Regions from separate parts of the Zea mays genome. Here region 2 is linked to region 1. The links are chromatin contacts, called in public Hi-C maps. All regions are on one chromosome and are shown on one strand. The core of a region is the stretch at or near the end of the contact, and the rest is flanking DNA. Distances in the headings are between cores, read along the strand shown. Region 1 has its middle 13 kb from the start of LOC103655593. Region 2 holds the start of LOC103653849 (SAUR11-auxin-responsive SAUR family member).

Evidence for each region. A called contact is a pair of places that touch in the nucleus more often than the background predicts.
Region 2: a Hi-C map of bundle sheath shows a contact between it and region 1, with 2.4 times the contacts expected there. The contact joins the promoter of LOC103653849 here to the enhancer-like site in region 1. A contact is called at or near these places in 6 of 25 Hi-C or Micro-C datasets (bundle sheath, ear, endosperm and 2 more).

What each region holds. Positions count from the first base shown.
Region 1 is chr4:154,161,999-154,168,983 of Zm-B73-REFERENCE-NAM-5.0, reverse strand. No RefSeq gene overlaps it. Among protein-coding and RNA genes, the nearest start is that of LOC103655593, 13 kb to the left of the region's middle. Within about 2 kb of position 3,288, at least 12 of the 20 cell types and tissues checked have an H3K27ac peak or open chromatin away from gene starts, as enhancers often do. A contact at or near this core is called in bundle sheath, ear, leaf and 1 more, where this site is marked.
Region 2 is chr4:154,280,590-154,287,339 of Zm-B73-REFERENCE-NAM-5.0, reverse strand. LOC103653849 (SAUR11-auxin-responsive SAUR family member) reads right to left here and starts at 3,974. Exons shown (of 1, transcript XM_008680658.4): 1 at 2,689-3,974. The coding sequence starts at 3,693. The coding sequence ends at 3,094.

The sequences.
Region 1 (6,985 bases), core at 2,039-4,538:
TAACTCTTGGACCCTCGCATCCCATACATGTTTTGAATGAATTGAAAGCCCATTCAAAAGTATGTACAGTTTCATCTCCCAACAAAACAAATCCAAACACTGTACACTGCAGATGGCTGTTAGCTCCAACAAACATGCCCAGTGGTTTATCATATATATTTGTCTTGTGTGTTGTATCCAATGTCACAGCATCACCATAATCTGCGTATTCCCCCTGCATACTTGCGTGTGACCAAAAAATACTAACTATTTTCCCATCATCGTCTAGCTGGAAATCACAAAAAAATTGTGGATTCTGTTTCTTGCATTCTCTAAAGAAAGCCAAAAGTTTGGCTACATCATTTGAGCAATTTTCTCTTCTCCTGGCTGCCCTCCTACATTTGTTTGCACAAAAAATTATTACACACACATTTACTATAGTAATATTCATGGCTATTGATATATACACATGTAACAAAAAAGTATTGCTTACATGTTTTTCAGATCTTGAGCAGTTACCGGTACGTTCTCCGGCCCATCATTCATTTCTGATATAAAATCAACTATGCAATGCTGCGGCACTCGGCTATCATGCATTGCATCCACAAAATTTATGAACTCAGCATCCCTAATTTTGTTGCAACGTAAATGTTGTTTCTCTGCTTCGTCAGTTATGAACTCATGGTTATGCTCCAAGTTTACCAGTTCAATTTTTGTAGCTACAACCATTTTGTTTTCATCATCATATTTTTTTTTTAAATTTTATTCTAGCTTTGCATTGCGTACGCCCCGATGATCTATTCCTCATCCTAGGTGTATCATTTGATTTTGCTGCACTTTTACCTTCACGTGAACAATTTATCCACTTACTGAATGTCTTCTCTCTGTATTTCTTCAGTGGAAATCCAACTTCATATGCATATCTTTTATAGAATTTATATGCATCATCAACATCCTTGAAAGTCATCCCTACCGTTGGCACTATAGTTGGATCAATGTTTTTGCCTGCTATTTCATTGTCATTGTTGTTTGTACCATGGAATATGTTCACAACAATATAATCAATCAATAATCAAATACAGCGATTGGACTTACATGTGAACGCAGTATCTGTGGCGTATCCATCTCCCTGGAGCTAATATTGGACATAGAAGGTCGAACCCTTTGTTCTCCTTCTTCCCCTATGCTCATCTCGGCGATCTCAGGACCCATTAGAGCAGGCGGTGGTGTCACCAGTGAGTTACCACCAACTCCTCCCTCTGTCTCTAGATCAAGACGAACGTCATCTCCTTCCATCGCCGGCGACCCTCCAGAGCCGGCCATCTCCAACTCTGATTAGTTATGCAGGCTTAGTGGTCTTTTTTTCCGAATGAAAGTAAATCTCGGATACTATAAAAGTAACTGCATCCACGTTTACAGGGTCTCCCTATTATTTCCGAAACCGTCCCGATATTATGGCGACGTCTTTGTCAAACTAAAATTCATAATATAAAATTTACGCACAATGACACAACGTTTTACGCCAATCGGTATATACTGTTTATGCATCTATTATGCCGTTTCGGTTTTATGCCATATCTTTCAACATCTTATGCTTCATTTTTTTTACCTTCCGCACATTACTTACCATGCAAGATCCATAATTTACGCGCCCAAGTATCACAGTAATCACGTTTGCATGTGGCATCTATTCCCTTTAATTCCGCGCAATTCCCTTACCATTCAAACAACCGCGTCACGGCGCCGTCTGTCCTGCATGCCACCTCTCAGCCCCACGTTAAAACACAGGCGCGCCTGTTCCATCGACCAGACCTCGGGAACCGACCTGGGCTTCCTTTAATATCCGAAGTCCAGGGCTCCCGTTATACCTATATATATATATATATATATATATATATATATATATATATATATATATATATATATATATATATATATATATATATATATATATATATATATATATATATATATATATATATATATATATATATATATATATATATAGGTGTTTATCACTAGGTCGAATGATACATAGTCAAGTTACTTTTTTTTGATGCAACAGAATGACAGCAAATAAAACTATGTCTTTAAAATAGTCATTCTTGAGGAGCTCTAACTATTACAAAAGTAGCAGATTATGATTTCCTCTTCAACTCACATTTTTTAACTTGTTGAGAATGACTGTCAGACAAGCAGCGTTGTCTCTCTTATATGTTTTATGCACGTGGATGTGGTTGTTAATTTCTCAGATTTATTTATTAAATTCACATATTTTTCTAGTAATTATTGAAATTACATTAAAAACTATCTTGTTTTTTAAACACACGACGCTACTCTCAGATGATTTGAGGACTCAGTTTTCTTCAGTCTCTCTGTGCCGATCGACTGCTAGTGGCCTGTTGCAGTCATTGTCAGGCGTCGTACGTCCTTAACTGTCCGCTCCCCCACCCTGACTCTATGGAGCTTGGAAGGTCAATTGATCTGCGCTCCGTTTCAAGCGGTGAGTTTGCGTTTATACTGGCCTTTGGCTGCTTTTTTTTTTTTTTTGGGAAGCCGACGTTGCTAGATTGCTGGTTGACGGTCGTGTACCTCAACAGGTTAGTGAAAATTACGCCATGTTCGTGCTAAATTGCTCTACGGTTCAGCTGTTGATGGTTGCTGTACACCAGCTGTTCGACGAGCTAACGCAAGCCTTCGTTGGGGAGAACGAGTAGTAGTAAAGCAGTGCTGGGATTGCGGCCGTGCTAGCTTTCACGTTGGAGCTTCCTTTTATTAACAGTCACAGTCATACGCAGCAACAATATCCATAAAAAAGATACGTTGCGAGGCTGTTATAGGGTCGATATGACCATCAAGAACGTCGTCGTCCGTCGTTGGGTCTCGCGGAGTACTTTCTTCGTTTCGTTTTAGTTGTCGTTGAATATTGTAAAATTGAACTATCCAAGACAACTAAAAAGAAACGAAAGGAGTAACATACAACAGACTACGTACAGGAGATCAGAAAAGTAATTAAGCCACAAAAGACTAATAATACATAAAAAAGCTGACTGGATGCTGGATTTCTCAAGCGACCATGATTCTCTTGTTTATATAGAAGAGAGTTTTACTCTAGCAGAAAGTACAGTCCTGTAATACAATATCTAAGTTTCCCACGTCAAAAATAGATTCAAAGGAAATCATTTCGGAAGAAGAAGAAAAAAAACGCACACAAAAACTGTCGGGCTCGTATTTTCGCTGTTGTAGAGAGACAAATGGGCCTCGACCAAACTAAGTGGGCTTTAGGATGCTGTATGCCCACGAAGACGAATCGTTGGTCCTCTTTCTCATCGCTACGAGCCTGCCGCGGCACTTGGTATGTTTTTAAACACTTACTGCTACTGTACTCGATCGTATAAGGCGACGGGCGACGCGGACAAGAAGATGTCTCTATATTTTCTCCATAAAATTGAATGGATTTTTTTACGAAATTTCTGTGTTCCAAATAACCCAGTTGACTTCCCGTCATGGTCGACTGGTCGTCCACAACATTTGCTAGTGGTAGCTTGCAGTCCACAGGCATGACAGCTCTAATCAATCCGCTATTCCCAATTTTGTTGTTGAGTGAGGCAAAACAGGTCCTCCGTCGTACGACCCCTTTGTGTGCTTAGGTGATGCCTAATACCTATGAAAAAGAAGAAGAAGAAAAGGGCCAGCTGATTAGCTCAAGTTATAACTTCGTCACTATAGCAGATGCTATAGATAGATCGGTGTATACAAGGTTATTGCTACAAATTAAAGCGGTCCCAGCTGTTTCTAATCATCAAGCTTTGCATGCAGATTTCACCGGCCGGCTGCTTCTAAATAATGATTTTGACAGCGATACAAACAATCATGGTTCCTTTCTTTTTAATCCTCTCTCGGCCCCGTAGCTTATCGACAGCTATGGTTTTTTTTTGTTTTTGCAATAATGAAAATGTCAACGTTTTACACTTATTACCAACTCGCCTTTACAATGAAGACGACAAGGCCGCCTCTCCCAGCCGTATACTAGCTAGTATAGTAGTGTACACATCCTATCTAGCAGTAGCTCCATGTCACTGTCCCAGAGGCAAACATCAGTCACCTGCTGGGTTTGACAGCCAAATTAAAGCGCCTTTTGGTTACAGAGACTAATCTTTAGTCCTTAGCTTTTAGTCTTTTTACCAAACAGAATGACTAAAACATAGACTGATTGACTTTAGTCTCTAGTCTTTGACATGGGTGCTAAAAGAGACTAAAGAGTAGCATTTACTATCACTGTCTGGATTGTTTACTTATTTTATATAAAATTTCAACAGCTGGAATAAATCTAGGTCCAATCCTAGACAACCGAACATGCCCTTAGACCTTGTTCGTTTGTGTCGGATTGGTGGGTCGGAACGATTTCTAACCGAATTGCTTCTCTAATTTATATAAGCTTTGATTAGCTGGAACGATTCCGGGTGCAATCCGATAGAAACGAACAAGGCCTTAATGTGTTTAGATTCTGCTTAGTCTATAGAACAAAACAGGGTAGGGACTAAAGTTTAGTCCCGGGACTAAATTTGAGTCCTAAGAGACTAATGGAACAAACGGTCCTTAAACCAACTCTCGTGCAGCGTGCTCTAGCAAATACTTAGGCATAACGCAAACACCTCGTCTAGTCCTAGAAAGAATATAACAATTAGTTAAACCATAAGTACTAAATTCTACTAAGATGGAGAAGGCGGGACGGATTATTAGCTAAAAGTCAGACCTGAATTCCGGTTGGAAGAAGACACAAGTATATACCGATCAGGCAAGCCTAGACGTATACATGGCATGGCATGGCTAGATGAGCAGACAAATTAATCTTACCAAACGTCCTAGCTTTCCGTTTGCCTTTTGCAGGCTCTTTTCCATGTGATGGCCAATGGTAATAACCACACATGAATGCAGCAGCAGCAGCGTATAGCAGGTAATAAAAGAAAATATACCTAGCTGGCTCGACCTGCTGCAGCCTGTTATTACTACGCACTACTCCACTCCAGTAGTATTTGCAAGTCTGTGCAAGCTGTACAAATACACTCGCACGCACGCTGCTCTCTCTGCCTGCAGGCGCACGCTCCTGTCCTGTCCCCTGATCTCTGCTGTGCACTCTCTCTCTAGCTGTCGATGACATGCGGGGGTCTGACACCATGAAGATGATCAGATTTTGCTGTCTTGGTTGAATTTGTAAAATAGAGTATCCAGATAACACTATTTACACGAATAGACGAGTTTGTTCGCTTCGGATTAACTGTTGCAGATGCAACTAATGGAGATAAAAACATTATACAAACAGTAAAAACCGATACAGAATAAAACCAAACTAGAAGCCCGTATTAGATGGCGGGCCAAGAAATAGATCTGTAAATATCTGCGGTTACGCAGCCTTTCGCGCGCGCATTCTTTCGACACGACACGGCTACCCTGGCAAAGTATAACTGGCAGTACTGTACGCTACGCGGTATGTATGTATAATAGTTTGGTGGCGTAGATCCAGCACGTACAGCCGTCGGCCACCATGACCATGATGGTGTACACTGAGCAGGTGGGTGGGTCGTGGGTGCAGGTGGGGCCCGAGGAGGATTGGCCGGCCCGCAACGTCCCCTTCCCCATTGGTGTGATTGGTCGGGCCCCATGCGCGACCAACCCAGGAGCCCCACGTCGGACTCCCGCCATCGCCATGCAGATGGCTCATCACTCATCAGTCATCAGTTATGCTGGTGGAAGGCCAGGGGTGATTATTTGCCATTCTTCGCCTCGGGTAAATCACATCCCCAGCCTGCTTTTGGGGTTAGGTTAGGTTAGGTTACCATGATGATATGCTTAGCATCACTTACGACGACGAAAGTTACAGAGCCATCGTCGATGGGCCGGGGCGAGTAGAGGCCGGAAAGGAAGCAAAAGTTACAGCTCGCTTCGATCTCCATGTGTGTGGACGGCCGGCCTGCCTTTCCATAATTTTTCATGCAAGTGGATAAGATGTGTGTCTTCCGGGCCCCACGTTTCCAGGATGCATGGGAAAGGTGAAAAAAGAAGAAGAAGCAGCCAGGCGTTCAATCGATGGATCGGACGATAATGCGGTCTATGTATCGTGCCATTGCATCGAGCAATGTGATGTGATGTGCGCAAGGTCGATCAGTAGTAGAGATCGTCCGCATGAAATTGATCGAGAGGCCCTCCTCCACTCAAGTCATGCATGCTAATGGTACTCACGCTTGCGGCTATAGCTGCCACCCTCTTGCATTGTGCACTGCATGCTCACCTGCCGTTCGTTGCTGGTTGGCGGCGCTTTCCAAGTCTGACTGTCACGCCGCATGTGGTCGGGGACGACACACAGCACAGCAGCCGCGCGCGCGCGCAAATGTACATCGTACTCATTTCGTGGAAGGCACGAATCGATGTTGCTAAAACATAAAACCAACACCCAATAGTACGCCCCAGGCTACCTATAGAGGCTACAGAGTTGCGAGATCGGATCCAGCGCAAATCACACCAGTGCATGTGTGTGAGTGTGCAACAAATCAAAGGGGCCGCTACACTACACACGACCGTACGTGTGACTGTGCGCGCACAAGTGTTGGTCAAATGATCTAAACTGACAAACAGCTGCAGCATACACGCGTGCGGCGCTGACGTACGTGCAGAGGATGGAGACTGACACGATTCGACCCTTTTGCTTCACTTCTCTCCAAGAGATCCACACTCGATACAGATATATACTGCACTGCATAAAAAAGATCTACTACCACTACCGGACATAGCTCCTTTGCAAAGGCTATTTTACACTCGACAAAGAACGCTCGGCCATTTGACACTCGGCAAAGAAAAGTCACCGTCACGGCGCCAAGTGACGGTGACGGATCCTTTGCCGAGTGTCTTCTTTGGCACTCGGCAAAGAGGCCAATTTTGCCGAGTGTCTGCTATCACGGCCCTCGGCAAAGATGGCTCCAGTGGGCCCCACCGCCAGTCCCTATGCCGA
Region 2 (6,750 bases), core at 2,725-5,224, 120 kb before region 1:
GACCAGCTCGCATGAGGGAACGACCAGACCAGCCGAAGCATTACGCGGGACATTAAGACCTCGGAGGAGTCAAACCACTCCTCCGAGGCCTCGGGGGCTACACCCGGCGGGTGCGCTCGCGCGCACCCGCCAGAACAAAACGCAACCGAGGAAGGCTGGTCCCCCTTGCAAAAAAGTGCGACGAAAGCCTCCAAGCGAGTGCTAACACTCCCTTCGAGGCTCGGGGGCTACTGTCGGGGACCATAATTAGGGGTACCCTTAAGGCTCCTAATTCTCAGCTGGTAACCCCCATCAGCATAAAGCTGCAAAGGCCTGATGGGTGCGATTAGGTCAGGGATCAGTCCATTCGAGGGACTCGATCACGCCTTGCCCGAGCCTAGCCTCGGACAAGGGCAGCCGACCCCGGAGGATCTCCGTCTCGCCCGATGCCCCCCTCCAGCGGCGAACATATTTCTGGCTCGCCCGAGGCCCTGTCTTCGCCAAGAAGCAACCCTGACCAAATCGCCGCACCAACCGACCAAATCGCAGGAGCATTTAATGCAAAGGTGGCCTGAAACCTTTATCCTGACGCGCGCCCCTCAGCCGACAGAGCCGAAGTGACCGCCGTCACTTCGCCGCTCCACTGACCGGTCTGACAGAAAGACAGCGCCGCCTGCACCGCTCCGACTGCGGTGCCACTTGACAGAGTGAGGCTGACAGGCAGTCAGGCCCGGCCGCAGGCACCATAGGAAGCTCCGCCCCGCCTGACCCAGGGCTCGGACTCGGGCTAAGCCCCGGAAGACGGCGAACTCCGCTCCGCCCGACCCAGGGCTCGGACTCGGGCTAAGCCCCGGAAGACGGCGAACTCCGCTCCGCCCGACCCAGGGCTCGGACTCGGGCTAAGCCCCGGAAGACGGCGAACTCCGCTCCGCCCGACCCAGGGCTCGGACTCGGGCTAAGCCCCGGAAGACGGCGAACTCCGCTCCGCCCGACCCAGGGCTCGGACTTGGGCTCAGCCCCAGAAGACGACGAACTCCGCTCCGCCCGACCCAGGGCTCGGACTCGGGCTAAGCCCCGGAAGACGGCAAACTCCGCTCCGCCCGACCCAGGGCTTGGACTTGGGCTCAGCCCCAGAAGACGACGAACTCCGCTCCGCCCGACCCAGGGCTCGGACTCGGGCTAAGTCCCAGAAGACGACGAACTCCGCTCCGCCCGACCCAGGGGCTCGGACTCGACCTCGGCCACGGAAGACAGACTCGACCTCGGCTTCGGAGGAGCTTACACGTCACCCAACCTAGGGCGCAGACCAGCCACGTCAACAAGAGGCGCCATCATCACCCTACCCCGAGCTGACTCGGGCCATGGGAACAAGACCGACGTCCCATCTGGCTCGCTCCGCCAGATAGGCAATGATGGCGCCCCGCCTACTCTGTGACGACGGCGGCTCTCAGTCCCCTTACGGAAGCAAAAGGACGTCAGCAAGGACTCAACAGCTCCGACAGCTGTCCCTCCGCCAGGCTCCGGCGCTCCTCCGACGGCCACGACATCACACCAGCTGGGTGCCAAAATCTCTCCGGCTGCCACAACGGCATGTACTTAGGGCGCTAGCTCTCCTCCGCTAGACACGTAGCACTCTGCTACACCCCCCATTGTACACCTGGATCCTCTCCTTACGCCTATAAAAGGAAGGACCAGGGCCCTCTTAGAGAAGGTTGGCCGCGCGGGGACGAGGACGAGACACGCGCTCGCTTGAAGCCGCTCGCTCCCTCTCCCGCGTGGACGCTTGTAACCCCCTACTGCAAGCGCACCCGACCTGGGCACGGGACGAACACGAAGGCCGCGGGATTCCCACCTCTCTCACGCCTGTCTCCGGCCACCTCACTTCCCCCCTTCACGCTCGGCCTCGCGTCGATCCATCTGGGCTGGGGCACGCGGCGACATTCACTCGTCGGCTTAGGGACCCCCCGGTCTCGAAACGTCGACACTACTGCATGTCGGCATCGGACGAGTGGCTAGCTTATTAGAATTTAGACACCGAGCTCGGCGCCAAGATCTGTGGCGCCGAGCTCGGTGCCACGTTGGCATCACGGTGTCTGGGTTATGCCAGCGCAGCAGATACATCGGCGCCATAGGCTATGGCGCCGAGCTATGTTACTTCGGCGCCGTAGGCTATGGCGCCGAGCAAAGGGTCCAAAAATGACATCAAAATTTTTTTAGGTCCAAACGTGAATTTTTTTCTGAAAAAGTGCCAAAATGCAAAAAATTCGGGCGCGAGGGCAGCACGGGCACTGCATAAGGGCTAAACACCATTAAGCGCGCGCAATGCCAAATTTACAAAACGAGGGAGATTTCAATGCCACGCTTTCAATTGCCACGACGGCGGTGCCAAAAGTTTGAAGCCCGTTGTAGACGGTGTCATGTTTACAAAATTCTCGTCAATATCATATTCTAACGAAGTATCACACAAAAAAGTAGATTTAGCCAAGTCATGTAGACCTTTGCTGTTCCAAAACATTCCTCTCATCAAGAATTATGTTTTTGTTTCTGGTCAGGTACGTTTGGCTTTTCTTGTTTTTAAAATAAATTAAAATTATTGCTCCTTTGAGGATTGTGTACCAAAATATTTTCTTCCACTTGACTATACATGATTTCCTCTGTTAAGTCACCACACAAATGACTTAGAGTTTTCAAATCAATGTCATCGTCAGATTCATCTAATTGTGCCTTGTTGTCCTGATCAGTTTTAACAGGAGGTCTGGATCGTCGATGGGTTAGTTGCAAAGACAATCAGAACACACCTGACGTACGTAGAATCAGAACATGTTCTTGCTGACCCTAGAATAGCCTTGTTCATCTCTGATCTCTCAAAATACAACTATGCCTCCTCGCATCTCATGCACATGGTCAATCGACCGTCGACACAAGGAAACGGAGCAAGGGGGCAAAAAAAAAAAAAAAGAGAGTCAAACTAATGAGAAAGAAAAAGAAGAAGGATCGTTCCCCATGGGAATCGGGATCCTCCTGCCTGAGGCTGAGCCGCTGAGGGGAAGAGGGTCAGGGGCATGCACGTGTGGTATGTACAGCGGCCACCGTGTGGGCCACATGCTGCTACCACTACCACCAGCCAGCGGGCACCTTCTTCCCGGCGCCGCCGCCCGCGGCGGCCACGGCGGCGGCGCGCTCGAAGCGCGAGGCCGCGCACGGGATGGTGATCCCGCCGGGGTGCTGGAAGCCGAACTCCTCCTCGGCCTCGCGCAGCAGCTCCCCGAACAGCGGGTGGTTGAAGTACACCACGGGGACCACGTACCGCATCGACTCTGCCCCGGGCTCGGCGCCGCCCACGTACACGGCCACCTGCCCCTTGGGCGTGGTGGCCTCCGCGGCATCCTCGTCGTCCAGCAGCCGGCCCTTCTCTCCCGCACGCCGGCGCAGGAGGCTCATCCGCCGCGCCAGCGACCGCCCCCACGTGAGCATCCGAGGCGAGTCGGCAGAGTCATCCCGCTGCTGCTGCTGCTGCTTCTTCTGCTTCGTGGCGCACACCGCTGCTACACCCGCCTGGAGGGGCGGGGATCTGTCGCTGCCTCCTCCTTGTTGGCGCGGGTGCAGGCGGAGGTACCCGCGGCCGCGGCGGCGGCGCCGGCAGAGCGCCGCCCAGCACCAGACGCCGAGCAGCTTCCAGCCGAGCCGGAACCCTCCGTGCCGTCTCCTCGGCATGCCGCTGCGGCGCCGCTGCTGCTGCTGCTGGAGGTAGAACGAGAGCGCACTCGCGCAAAGGTCTCCGCTTTCTCGCTGTGCTTGGAATACACCGTTGGAGCAGGAGTAAAGGAGGCGTGGAAGCAGCGACGTCCTAGTGGCTGGTGGCAACTGGCAAGGGAGCGCGACAGCGCGGGTTATCTTATAGGTAGGGGAGGAGCTGTGCTGTGTGCTGTGCTGTGGTGTGCGCGGAGGAATGGCGTGTGGGCGCGACGCGGGCGGCAGGACAGGAGCGCCTGTGCGTGTGGGTGCGAGCTGACTCCGCCTTCGGCTCCCGTGGGGCAGAGCCAGCCAGGGGAGATTTTTTTTTTTATCGTTTTGGCCGTGGCCGTGATTCCAGCGCTTCTGGCCTTTGGGACCTGGAAGTGGAACATGGCGAGATTCGCCCGAGGTGACGATCCTCCGGGCTCTCCGTCGTCTCGTTTGCCGGATGGTGGTTTTGGACGGTGGGAATACACGGTGCACCGTACTATGCGGGACGGGACGGCTTGGCTAGCTTTGTTTTCTTTCGTTGTCGGGGGCCCGGGCATGTGGGTCAAGTCTCCCTCTCTTTCATTTTGGTCACGTAAGAGCAAATACAATAATGGACTCTAAGTCTACTTACATAATATTTTTGCTTATGTAAAAGAGAGATATCAAAAAGTAGAGGAAGTTGGCTCTCATGAGAGAATTAGGTGATGCAGGGACTTCAAGACAAAAGGACGAAAGAGAAGAAGACAAATGATTCATCTAAGAGCTAATTTTAGAGTCAACTTTATTATATAAGTGTGTTTATTGTTGATTATAGATGACATGGTAAAGCGGCCAACAATAGCTCTACTATTAAACTTGCTTTAGGTGGAACACAGATCACTGCTAACGTGGCCCAATGAACATTTGCCAAATCTCTCATGCGGTACTAAACAAACGTGAGGCGTCTCTTCTTTTTTTTCTTTCATCATAACACCAAACAGTACCAGGGCTACGGACGGGAAGTGTTTGCAAAGTGCGCAACCCGGTCGCCATGAAAAAAACACTTTACATACGGTATATACATGAGAAGTAGGTTGATTCTACAAAATTGATGGAATAAATTTATAATGCATCAACTCATAAAGCATAGAGTGACTCCACAAACCAAACACACCATTAATTACCGCCTAGCCTAGGTCTCAGCCTCTTGTTACGGAGCCGAGCCGTAATAAGCCATTACCAAATACTAATTACGGCCATGATGCTGCAAGTCAGAGGCATGCCACAGATATGTGTAAGTGCCATTCAAGGCTTATACGTACGTGGGAGTAGCAGCGAATCCCCAGTTATGGTGAAAACTTTGTTGAACAAGCTCGTACAGGGCTAGCGAGAGGATGATTCAATTAAAATCGTTTGAGCAATTAAACAAGTTATTGGATCGCGCCGCTGTTGACGAGGCTGATGACAGGGGCGAAGCCGGATCCAAAATTAGGGGGGCAAATTAGATTAAGGGGCTATTAGAAGCATTTTACACTATTTACATGAGAATTAGATTAAAAAACTAGCATCTCCTATAGAATTAGGGGAGCATTAGGGGGGACATTGCCCCCTGTGCCCCCCCCTGCCGTCACCCCTGGTTGATGACACAAAAGAACCCATAAGGCCTTGTTCGGCTGGGCTGGAAATGGCCTGTATGATGATCGAATCCACATGTGTTATCCATGGCTGGATTAAATACAAGCCCAAAAAAATACCTGTTCGTTTAGCCCACGCCTGTTTGCAAATCAGGCCCAATACCCACGAAAAAACTCAATACCGGCCTGGAATCAGTCCACGACTCCACAGCCGTGGAACCCTATCCCGGCCAAGGTGTAGAAGCGACGGCGGCGGCGCGTGATCTGGAGGAAGTGACGACGACGACGCAAGGGCTCTTCCGCCGTGGACCGCCCTCTTCGTCGGCGAACTTTTCTCCTGTGAGTTCGTCCTTCCCTTCGTTCTCTTCTCCTCTTCCGAATCTGTGTCCTAGGGTACTGCCGCTGCAAGGATCTACATCTCCCTTGTTCGCAAATCAAGTACTGCCGCCGCAAGGGACTCGCAGAGCTGCCAGTTCGCAAATTAAGCACTAGAGCGACAATCTTGCCGTGTTCCGTGCCCTCCTTCCGCTCGATCCGTTAGCCAAGCCATGCAAACTGTGGCACTGTGCAAATCTGGCTAGACGGATCTAGATCCAGCCGCGCCATGGTCGAGCGAGCCTGCTCCTCGCATGGTTGTTGGCTACATATATTTCCCCACAGAGCTTTTGTTGTTTGTAGTTAGCTCCATATATTTTCCCTTACAAGCTTGAGATGTTTTGAGTCCGGATGAACTGATCCTTGTTTCCAAGTTGTAGTCTGCCCGCTCCGGTGCCATGGTTGTTGCTGCCCAAAAGCTAGACGCACACATGAACTGATCCTTTCCTCCTGCTGCCCAAAAGCTAGACGCACACATGCTCCGCTGCACAAAAGCTGGACGCACACATGCTCCCCCTGACAGCGCCCCACCCTTCGCTTTACTCCCCTGTTCTCATGTTAGTTCATGTTAGTTGATGCCGCATTCTTTATTTAACTGAAACTAGTTCTCATGGATTATGATCATAAATCTTCTATGCATTGTGAAGTACTACCGTCTCCCAATCTTCTGTTCTGTACATTGTGTGTTTCATTGCAGTGCAGAAGCAAAAATAAAAAGACTGATTTGTATGCATTGTTTTGCTGGTAGAGACAACATTAGTTCCTTTGTTTATTGTAAGCAGTATTGTTGCTTCTGCAAGGCTCTAAATTTTTCTACAGTATATTCTCCCTATTTTTATCTAGCCACAAGTTGTCTGTTTATGCACGTCAAGTCATGCTATGTTGTTTATTTGTGACGTGCATTTCTCTTTTAATATGAAAATAGTACTTCAGTTCCACTTATTCAAAAATATTACTAATTTGAATATTCTACCTTTTCTTTGTAGATTGTACCTGCACCGCTTAGAGTTGGAGAAGACCAACCCCCACCGTCTTGGGACCCGATACCATCCCCGAG